3 separate regions of the Mus musculus genome follow, and regions 1 and 2 are each linked to region 3. A link is a contact called in public promoter capture Hi-C data. All regions are on one chromosome and are shown on one strand. Each heading gives the region's core, a stretch centred on a gene start, on an enhancer-like site or on the middle of the called end of the contact. The rest is flanking DNA. Distances are from core to core; before and after follow the strand shown.

Region 1 (2,956 bases), core at 433-2,932, 410 kb after region 3:
GTTAAAAGATTTATGGCTTCAACAAAGCAGCAGCACTACTCCCAAATGGCCTCCCGCTTGTACAGAAACACTCCAGACAAGCCCCCTAGTGCACAGTGGGGCTCCCTGAGCTGGGGAAAATGGCTTCTGTGGAGATCATCCACAGATGCAACCCCCAAATATCTTTGGACAGGCGCTTCAGCTTTCTCAAAACAATCTAGCCCAAGTTCTCTTGCCTAGGTTTGTTTACATAAAAAGGATTTTTAGCTACAGGTCATTCGTGGAGGATACGTTCGGTACCCCTCAGGGTTCCAGGTAGGTTAATTAGTATATACCCAATAAAATATAGAAAATAATTTTTAGAAACAAAATTTTAATGCAAAACAGTCGAGAGCGTCTAAAAGATCTGTCAGTCATTTGGCACAAAATCAGCACAAAAGCAGATGCATCAATAAGACTCTGTTTTTAAAGTGTGCAGAAAAATGCAAGGTATCCCTGAACATCTGAAAGGCCTCATTCTGATTTCTAACCCAGACCCAGGATGGCTTAGAGGTTGCCTTTTTGAAATAGTGAATTGCTAACAATTTTTATATAGGTCCGAAATGCAACTTCAGAACCATGATATTTTTATAGCCTAAGGAACCATCTGGGTCAGACCCATACTTGTTTACATTTCAGAAGCACGCTTGTACTAGAGCAACTAAGACCTCTAGAAGCTGGAACAGATAAACAGCCTTCTGAACACCATGCACAGGTACCAGGGATAGACCAAATGGATCTGCAGACCAGTTTGTGCCTAACAAAGATGAGTCTTAGGTTTTGGACTTCCAAGTCGTTTTCCCTCTTCAGACAATTACAATAATTGTCAATAATACAATAATTGTTAATAAGACAATTACAAAGTACTCTCTACCCTGCCACACCCCTTCGGCTAAGCTGCACTTCACAAAATATTTAGATGAAGCCTGAACACAGCAAACAAACACCAGGCAGGCAATGCAGCCTGGCATGCCGAACCTGCCCTCCCCAGAGTCAGAAGGGCCGCATCTCTGGAAATTCTAAGGAAAAAAAAATCTATTAATTTTATTGCAGCCTTCAAAGTTGAGCAGGGATAGTTCAGACACTGACGTTTTTGATTTTCACAGCAGATGGAGAGAGAGAGAGAGAGAGAGAGAAACTTCCTCAGCTCACAAACATATGTGTCCAGTTGAGATATGATTGCTCCAACCTTAGCAGCATCCAGAAAACAAAACCAAAAAAAAAATTATATATATATATATTTTCTATCACTCACCGTTACTCCAGGATTTCAGTAAATATTTGATACTGATTTCAAAGAAGCCGGAATCCTGCTGGCTGGCCATGTCTGCCTCATACAAAGAAGCCCCTAGGACTAGAAGCTGCAGTTGGAGGAGCAGGTACCGGGCGTGGAGATGTGCCTGTCACAGGTTAGTGATGTAAGCGAGGGTCAGAAGCAAACGGCCACGCTCCTCATTTAAAGGACACCGGGAGAGGGATGCTCAACCTCTTCTCCTCTTCCTCCTCCTCCGGGGCCAGGGCTGGCTTCTTATTTGCTGGGTGCTGATCTCCCTTGCAAGCCTTCAGAGGCAGAGGCCTCAGCCGCTTTCATTTCAGAGCTGACATAAGCAGCAATGCCTGCCTACTGCCTGCGGCCGCCCACATGCTCAGCCACAGCCAGGTATGGTGGCAGAGTCCCCACCCGCACTGTGAGCTGCTGCTGCACCCGGGTGGACAGATGTCTGGGCCTCCTGGCTGCCCACCCTGCAGCCCCCCGCTGAGGGATGGACTGAAGCCCCGCCCCCAGCCCCTTCCTTTCTCAACCTGAGCTCCCACCCAGCTTCCACCTCCCAGCTCGCTAGGGGAGGGACTAGGAATTTGCCAGCTGCCTGAGGCTCCTCGGTGCAGAAAGGTTGGCAGGCGGCAGCCCGGGGTGTGCTCGGGCTGCGATTTCCCCTTGTGTCTGTCCCTGAAAACACTCAACTGCGGCACTCTGCGGTAAGCCAGCTGCACCCTTGCATTTGGAAGCAGCGGCGTTTGGGGAGGGGTGTGTGAGTGTGTGTGTGTGTGTGTGTGTGTGTATGTGTGTGTGTGTGTGTGTGTATGGGGGGGGGGGGGGGGATTCTGTCATCGCTGCAACCGAGAAGCCAGACGCCTGCCTGCCTGGCCTTTCCTTCCTTCTCTGGGATGTGCAGACGGGGATCCGCATTTTGTGCAATACAGGCTTTTTGAGGGGCACCCTAGCCTCAAAGCCTGAAGGGAAGGAACACATGCTTAGTCGGCTTGCCTAGCGAACGCCCGGATTCCACCATGGACCGGTTTCTTCATGTTGTCATTTCTAAGACTCACACAGACCAACACACCTTATTTCATAAGCACGAAGGAGCTAGGATGCAAAGGCATTAGGCGCCTGCCTTCTCCTTAATTCTTGGTATCATGTGTCCTGATTTCAGTCGGCTTTGTTTCTCACAACTAATAGGCTTAGTGGAGGGATTAAATAAGAGAATTGTATTTTGACAACGATGGAACCTCTGTCAGGTGAGGTTTGACCAGCCATTTCGAAAGCCACTGGGCCCTCTTTTCCTCAGCATATCTATGACTGGAAGTTTCCAATAGAATGAATTATAATGTAGTAATTATTTAACGCCGCCGCCCCCCTCCCCCCCGCCCGGGCACACAAACGTACAAATTCCGTCCTCCAGCCAACACACAAACAAGACTTCCTAGTTCCTCTCCTAATTCATTCGAGAAACGAAAGGACAGTATACTTTTTTTTTTTCTAGCAAAGAACTTTAAAAACCAATTAAATGCCACTTCTAGAAATGTCCTGGTTTACCTGTGAATGTGGATATGGATACAGTACAGGATACACTCCTATACTCAATGCTTCAGCTTCCTGAAATCCTTCATCAGACTGAGGTCTCCCTAATTCACATGCATACTTCAGTGATGAGTTCAT
Region 2 (2,741 bases), core at 174-2,673, 370 kb after region 3:
CCTCAGTTTCAAGAGGGATGGTATCACAGGTATGTGCTATCATGTCCAGCAAGAACAACTTCTTTGATGATGTCCTCTGTACTGACCTATTCCAATTTACCTAACCTTTCCCCCCCCTCTCTCTCCCTCTCTCCCTCCCTCCCTCCCTCCCTCTCTCCTTTCCTTACTTCCTTTCTCCTCCAGCACCCCACCCACCCTCCCACCCATCAGCCTTCACCTCACTATGTAGCTGAGGGTGGATCTTGGGTCTCGGATGTTCCTGCCTGCGTGTCTAAGCACTGAGATCATAGGTGTGACTACCCTAGTCTGACTACTGCTGGGGATTGAACCAAGGGCTTCATGCAACCCAGACAAGCAGTCTACTACCTGAGCCACATCCACTGCTCCATATGGCCATTTTCTCCTCTACAGACAGTATTAAGAAGCCCGTCCTCCAGCTGCAGTGTATGCTGAACTAAACAACAAATTACAGGGGAGGGGTGGAGGGAGAAGGTCGCTGACAGGGTGAGGAGACAGCTGTCCGACTGTCAGCAGATGGCCAGCAGTGATAATAAAATCAGAAGACAGCAAAAAAAAAAAAAAAAGCAGATTTATAGCCCATGAAGAATAGCAACTTAAGTACATTTTAATCATAAGAAAGGCAGACTTTGCCAGTTCAAAAACCCTGGAAATAACAATGCATTAAAAAATTTTTTAATAAAAAATATGTCTAATGTCTCAAATTGTTTGGGTGTAGATGGTTTTCTCTACTACGGATGCATGGGGGAAACAGTGAAGCAATGTAGAAAGAACTCCATTTTAAATCATTATTATACATTGAAATGATTTGACATTTGCTAAGGATATACGTCAGGAGTAGAAGAAACTGGGGTTGGAGAGATGGCTCAGCAGTTAAGAGCCCTGGTTGTTCTTGCAAAAGACCTGCTTTTGAATCCCAGCACCCACATGGTTGCTCACAACCATTTGTAACTCCAGCTCAAAGGAATCCATCCCCCTCCTCTGCTCCCCGAGAGCACTGCATATCTGTAATGTACACATGGGCAAACCACCATATACATAAAATGAAAACGAACCCATTTTTAAGGCCTAGAGAAATGGCTCAGTGGCTAACGGTCCCTGCAGCTCTCCCAGTGAACCCCAGTTCCATTCCCAACACTCATTCCACAGTTGCCCTCACATATTGGGATGAATGGCTTTAAAGGTTTTTTTTTTTCTTTAATCCTTAATCTAATTTCATAAAATTTTTCCTTTCCAGTGGCAACACACGCTGGTAATTGAGGCAGAGGAAAGTGAGTTCCCGGCCAGCCAGGCAGGTAAGATCCCCATCTCTAAACACAAATAAAACAAAAGCCAGGTAGCAACACGGGCAAATGCTATTCAGTTTAAAGTCAAAGGCCACGCCCCCCCAGGACAGGAAGTTCGCACACTTACAGGAAGGGGTGTGGCCAACAGAGATGTTTAGAAGCCCGGAGCCCAACTAAGCTTATACTGATTCTCAGGTAATTACTTCCACTCCCCTGCTTGCTATAGTTTCCCTGCCCTATTATGTTATGAGAAGCAACAAAAGTAGTTAGACACCAGCCTAAGTACTGCTGGAAGAAATCATATTTAAGAACCACTGAACAATTGGGGGCCTGTGGGTTGGTCCCCTTCTCCCTGAGGCACTGGGTAGGAGTTAGGCACCAGTAGATGTGAGGTCAAACATGGTTGATACCAATGATAGGATAATACAGTTTTTATTGCTTATTGTTAGCACTCCTGGTATTTATTAACTGGTAAATATGCAGAACATTGACTTCCTAATTGACAGCTGTTCACCCTTTCCTGGTGCCCTGGGCTGTCTTAAGTAGAGGCCTGTCACTCAGCCAGCCAGCCAGGCTGCCCTCATGCTGGCACCTGCTGCTTTACAGCCCCGAGGAAGCCATGTTATGTGAAGGCTTTGGTACAAACCCATTCTCAAAGACCCAGCCCAGGCCAAGATTGGTCAAATAATTTGTAACATACTCACCAGCCTTTCTGCTAAGGAGAAGCCTCACTGAACTCTAGATGACCCTACAGGCTTTTCTGCCCAGCCCCCACCCCTTTAAGGGGGGGACTATAGGGGGAGGGGCAACAGGGAACACCACACTTTGCCTCCTTGCCTTGACAGACTACAGTAACTCCTACAAATGGGACAGTGCGGTGACGGTCTACCCATGAAGGGTATGAGTCCCTCCCCTCCAGTCTACATCAACCAGCTGTTCTGGTCACCTCCTGAGAAGGCTAGGCGAACACTCTTTTGGGCTGACTTTCCTGGTATTGCAAAATCAGGCCCAATAAAAAAGGCTTATAATCCCAGCACTCAGGAAACTCCTAGGTATGAGGCTAGCCTGGGCTACATAGTAAGTTCCAGGCCAACCATTATATAATGAACCCTGTCTGAAAAAAAAAAAAAAAAAAAAAAAAAAAAGAAACAAAAAGGGTCTTTCCCCAAGTGGTTTTACTTCTCTCTCTCTCTCTTCCCTCCCCCACCTCTCTCTCCTCTCCCTCTTTATCTTTCCTTTCCTTCTCCCTCCCTCCCTCCCTCCCTCCCTCCCTCCCTCCCTCCCTCCCTCCTTTCTTTCTTTCTTTCTTTCTTTCTTTCTTTTTTTCTTCTCTCTCTCTCTCTCTCCCTCTCTCTAGCTCTCTCTCTCTCTCTTTCTTTCTGAACCAGGGTCTCCTCTGCACTTCAAGCTTGTCTTGAGTCCACTTAGCAGGCCGGG
Region 3 (2,712 bases), core at 192-2,691:
CTGCTGTGGGACAATGGGATATAGGAGGGTGCTGGAGCAATGTGCAGAATAGACAATAGATTTGGTGTTACATTCTAGAACACTCCACCAGAGTCTTCACAAGAGAAGGGTAGTAATAGGGACTGGTAAGAACTGGGACGAGGACACTGCTTTTCATAAAGTAAATGGGTTTTCTCTCTTTTACACAACACTCTTAAGAGAGAGAGAGAGAGAGAGAGAGAGAGTGTGTGTGTATACATATTTACACACACACACTCAGGTGTATATATATGTATATATACACTCAGGTAAAACACTCACATAAAATAAAATAGTGATTTGTTTTAGTTTGTTTTGTTTTGTTTGAGACAGGGTTTCTCTGTGTAGCCCTGGCTGTCCTGGAACTCACTCTGTAGACCAGGCTGGCCTTGAACTCAGAAATCTGCCTGCCTCTGCCTCCCAAGTGCTGGGACTAAAGGCGTGCTCCACCACTGCCCGGCTTCACTGTGCTTTTTATCTATTATACTTATAAATTAAAACATTATTGTGGGGGCTGGTGAGATGGCTCAGAGGGTAAGAGCACCCGACTGCTCTTCCGAAGGTCCAGAGTTCAAATCCCAGCAACCACATGGTGGCTCACAACCATCCGTAACAAGATCTGACTCCCTCTTCTGGTGTGTCTGAAGACAGCTACAGTGTACTTAAAATAATAAATAAATCTTTAAAAAAAAAAAAAAAACATTATTGTGTTGGAGACAAGACTTATTCAAATATGCTGAGATGGCCGATCTTCTTGTGCGGGCCCAAACGAAACAAGGGGTGGAGAGGACGACAGGCTAATAGAAATGGAAAGGAGAAAAAAAAAGACCTTTAACTGGAGCTAGTCATTTGGTTGGTATTTAGTTTTAATTCAATACATATTTATATAGCAGTTTTCCTATATCTGGAAGTAAGATACTTTATAATTTCTTCTCCCCAAGAGTCATCTGTTATGGGGTTCTGAGGTGCAGGCACTCTATTTTGCCACAGTTGTTCAGAAGCTTAAAATTATACTAAATGGTGTTTCTGAGAAACCATAGCAACTGAGTTCTGTTACACAAAATGTTTTCCCCTTTGAAGCCTAGGCTGATTCTTTTGTCTCCTGAAAAGCCTGAAAACTGTTCACTCACCACAGAGGCTTGCGCGTCCATCCACCTGGGGGCGCCAAGCACTCTTGTTCTTTTTGAGTCGTGAACCCCAGAGGACGTCGCTGCCTTTATAGATAAAGGTGATGTTTCTTTAAGAAACTTCCCCCCACTACAGGGCGGGGAACAAGACTGAGTCTACGTTGGTGGCCAAAATAGCTTGTAAGTCTTGCAATGGACTCTGGAACACTGAGTTTCGGTGCCTTGAGGTAAACGAGGACTGCGGGACGCCGGACTTCAATCCCCATAATGCCGGGCGTGAGCCCGCGGTGCTGCATGGGTAATCCTAGAGGTGGCGGCCATCTTGCGTATGAAACTGCTCCAGCCTCGCGTCTCTTTCCAGCTCCGTTTAATAGCTACGTTTTGGACGGTCTCTCGTCTTCCCGGAGGTTCGTGTGTTCGCGGAAGTTCTTTTTTTTTTTTTTTGGAGGGGGTGGAGTGGGGTGGGGGAGGGCTTGGAGAGGAAGATGGTGGAAGTGCTTACAGAGCGATGGGTCCCGGTGGAGGTGAGGGAGGTATTTCCGGTTTCGTCTGAGCGAACGGCTGGCGCCTGCACCTCCGGCTTTGACACAGCTCTCGCCTCACTGCGAGCGTGGAAGCCCCAAGAGAAGCCTGTCAGCCTTCGGGACCTCCCCGGATTCTTAGAAGGGATCTTGACGTTTTCCTTAGGGACGGAGAAGCCGGAGCGCCCCTGGCCTGGCAGCCCGCCCCCGGTCAGGAGGCCTTGGGGGCCCGGCAGGTAGGGCGCTGACGACGTCGGTCCACCCTGCTGCACTTGCTTGGTTGGCTCTTGACGTTAGATTGAGGACATGGGAGCATGTGGCCGAGGTGGGGGCTCTTTCCGGGAACCTGGCTTTTCTCCGCAGTTGGAGCTTCCTTCGTCTCTGCTAATGGCTTGTCGCCTTTCTTCTCGTTTGTAGGGTTTGGGTTTTGATTCCAAGAGCAGGCCAGATGTGACCAAAAGAGCGCTTTTGGTTTCTTAACGCCCCTCCCTCTATGACAAGAGAAGCGAAGTTGTGATTTTTTTAAAAAGACATAGTCTCTCCCAACCAGGCTGCTCTGCAACCCATTTGTGTAGCCAACCCATACTGGACTGGAAATCTATTGATAGGATTACAGGTTTGAGCTACCACGGCCTGTCAAGAGTAATTTTAATTACATTTATTGACAGGGTCTTGGGTAATACAGACTGACCTTGAACTTACTGTGTAGTCCAGGCTGGTCTTGAGCTCCTTTCAACACCTGCCAAATGCTAGTGTTGCAGTCATAGACCACCCTGCCTAAAAAGTGTATTTTTCAAGTTAGAGAAACTACTAGAAAAGATGAATGATTTGATTTTTAAAGTTTTCTGATTATTTTCCCTAAGCATAATTTGTATCATCACTAAAACTCAAAACTTTTTTTTTTCCAAATTATTACATTCAATTGGAAAACTGCTTTTATACTACTTAAAAGAAAAAGACCCCACAAAGACTGCGTTTTTAGTTAACCTGGTATTTGGATGCTAAAGAGAGATAATTGTTTGGAAGTTAAAGTATATACTACAAAA

What was found. Promoter capture Hi-C pulls out the DNA fragments that hold promoters and counts their contacts.
Region 1: a promoter capture Hi-C map of liver shows a contact between it and region 3, with 3 times the contacts expected there. The contact joins the promoter of Fry here to the promoter of N4bp2l2 in region 3. A contact is called at or near these places in 8 of 39 promoter capture datasets (the 3T3-L1 cell line, the C10 cell line, frontonasal cranial neural crest and 3 more), 1 of 15 datasets of contacts at CTCF or cohesin (embryonic stem cells), 1 of 484 Hi-C or Micro-C datasets (the N1E-115 cell line) and 2 of 115 datasets of contacts at active chromatin or transcription factors (embryonic forebrain and microglia).
Region 2: a contact with region 3 is called in a promoter capture Hi-C map of the HPC-7 cell line, with 4 times the contacts expected there. The contact joins the enhancer-like site here to the promoter of N4bp2l2 in region 3. A contact is called at or near these places in 6 of 39 promoter capture datasets (the C10 cell line, the HPC-7 cell line, HPC-7-derived erythroid cells and 3 more) and 1 of 9 other capture datasets (pancreatic islet).

Annotation. Positions count from the first base shown.
Region 1 is chr5:150,258,656-150,261,611 of GRCm38.p6, reverse strand. Fry (FRY microtubule binding protein) reads right to left here and starts at 1,682. Exons shown (of 61, transcript NM_172887.2): 1 at 1,274-1,682. The coding sequence starts at 1,343.
Region 2 is chr5:150,290,138-150,292,878 of GRCm38.p6, reverse strand. The region is part of intron 1 of Fry (FRY microtubule binding protein); the gene reads right to left. Among named protein-coding and RNA genes, the nearest start is that of Fry, 32 kb to the right of the region's middle. Within about 2 kb of position 1,423, at least 13 of the 459 cell types and tissues checked have an H3K27ac peak or open chromatin away from gene starts, as enhancers often do. A contact at or near this core is called in the HPC-7 cell line, where this site is marked.
Region 3 is chr5:150,664,341-150,667,052 of GRCm38.p6, reverse strand. N4bp2l2 (NEDD4 binding protein 2-like 2) reads left to right here and starts at 1,441. Exons shown (of 6, transcript NM_201369.3): 1 at 1,441-1,552.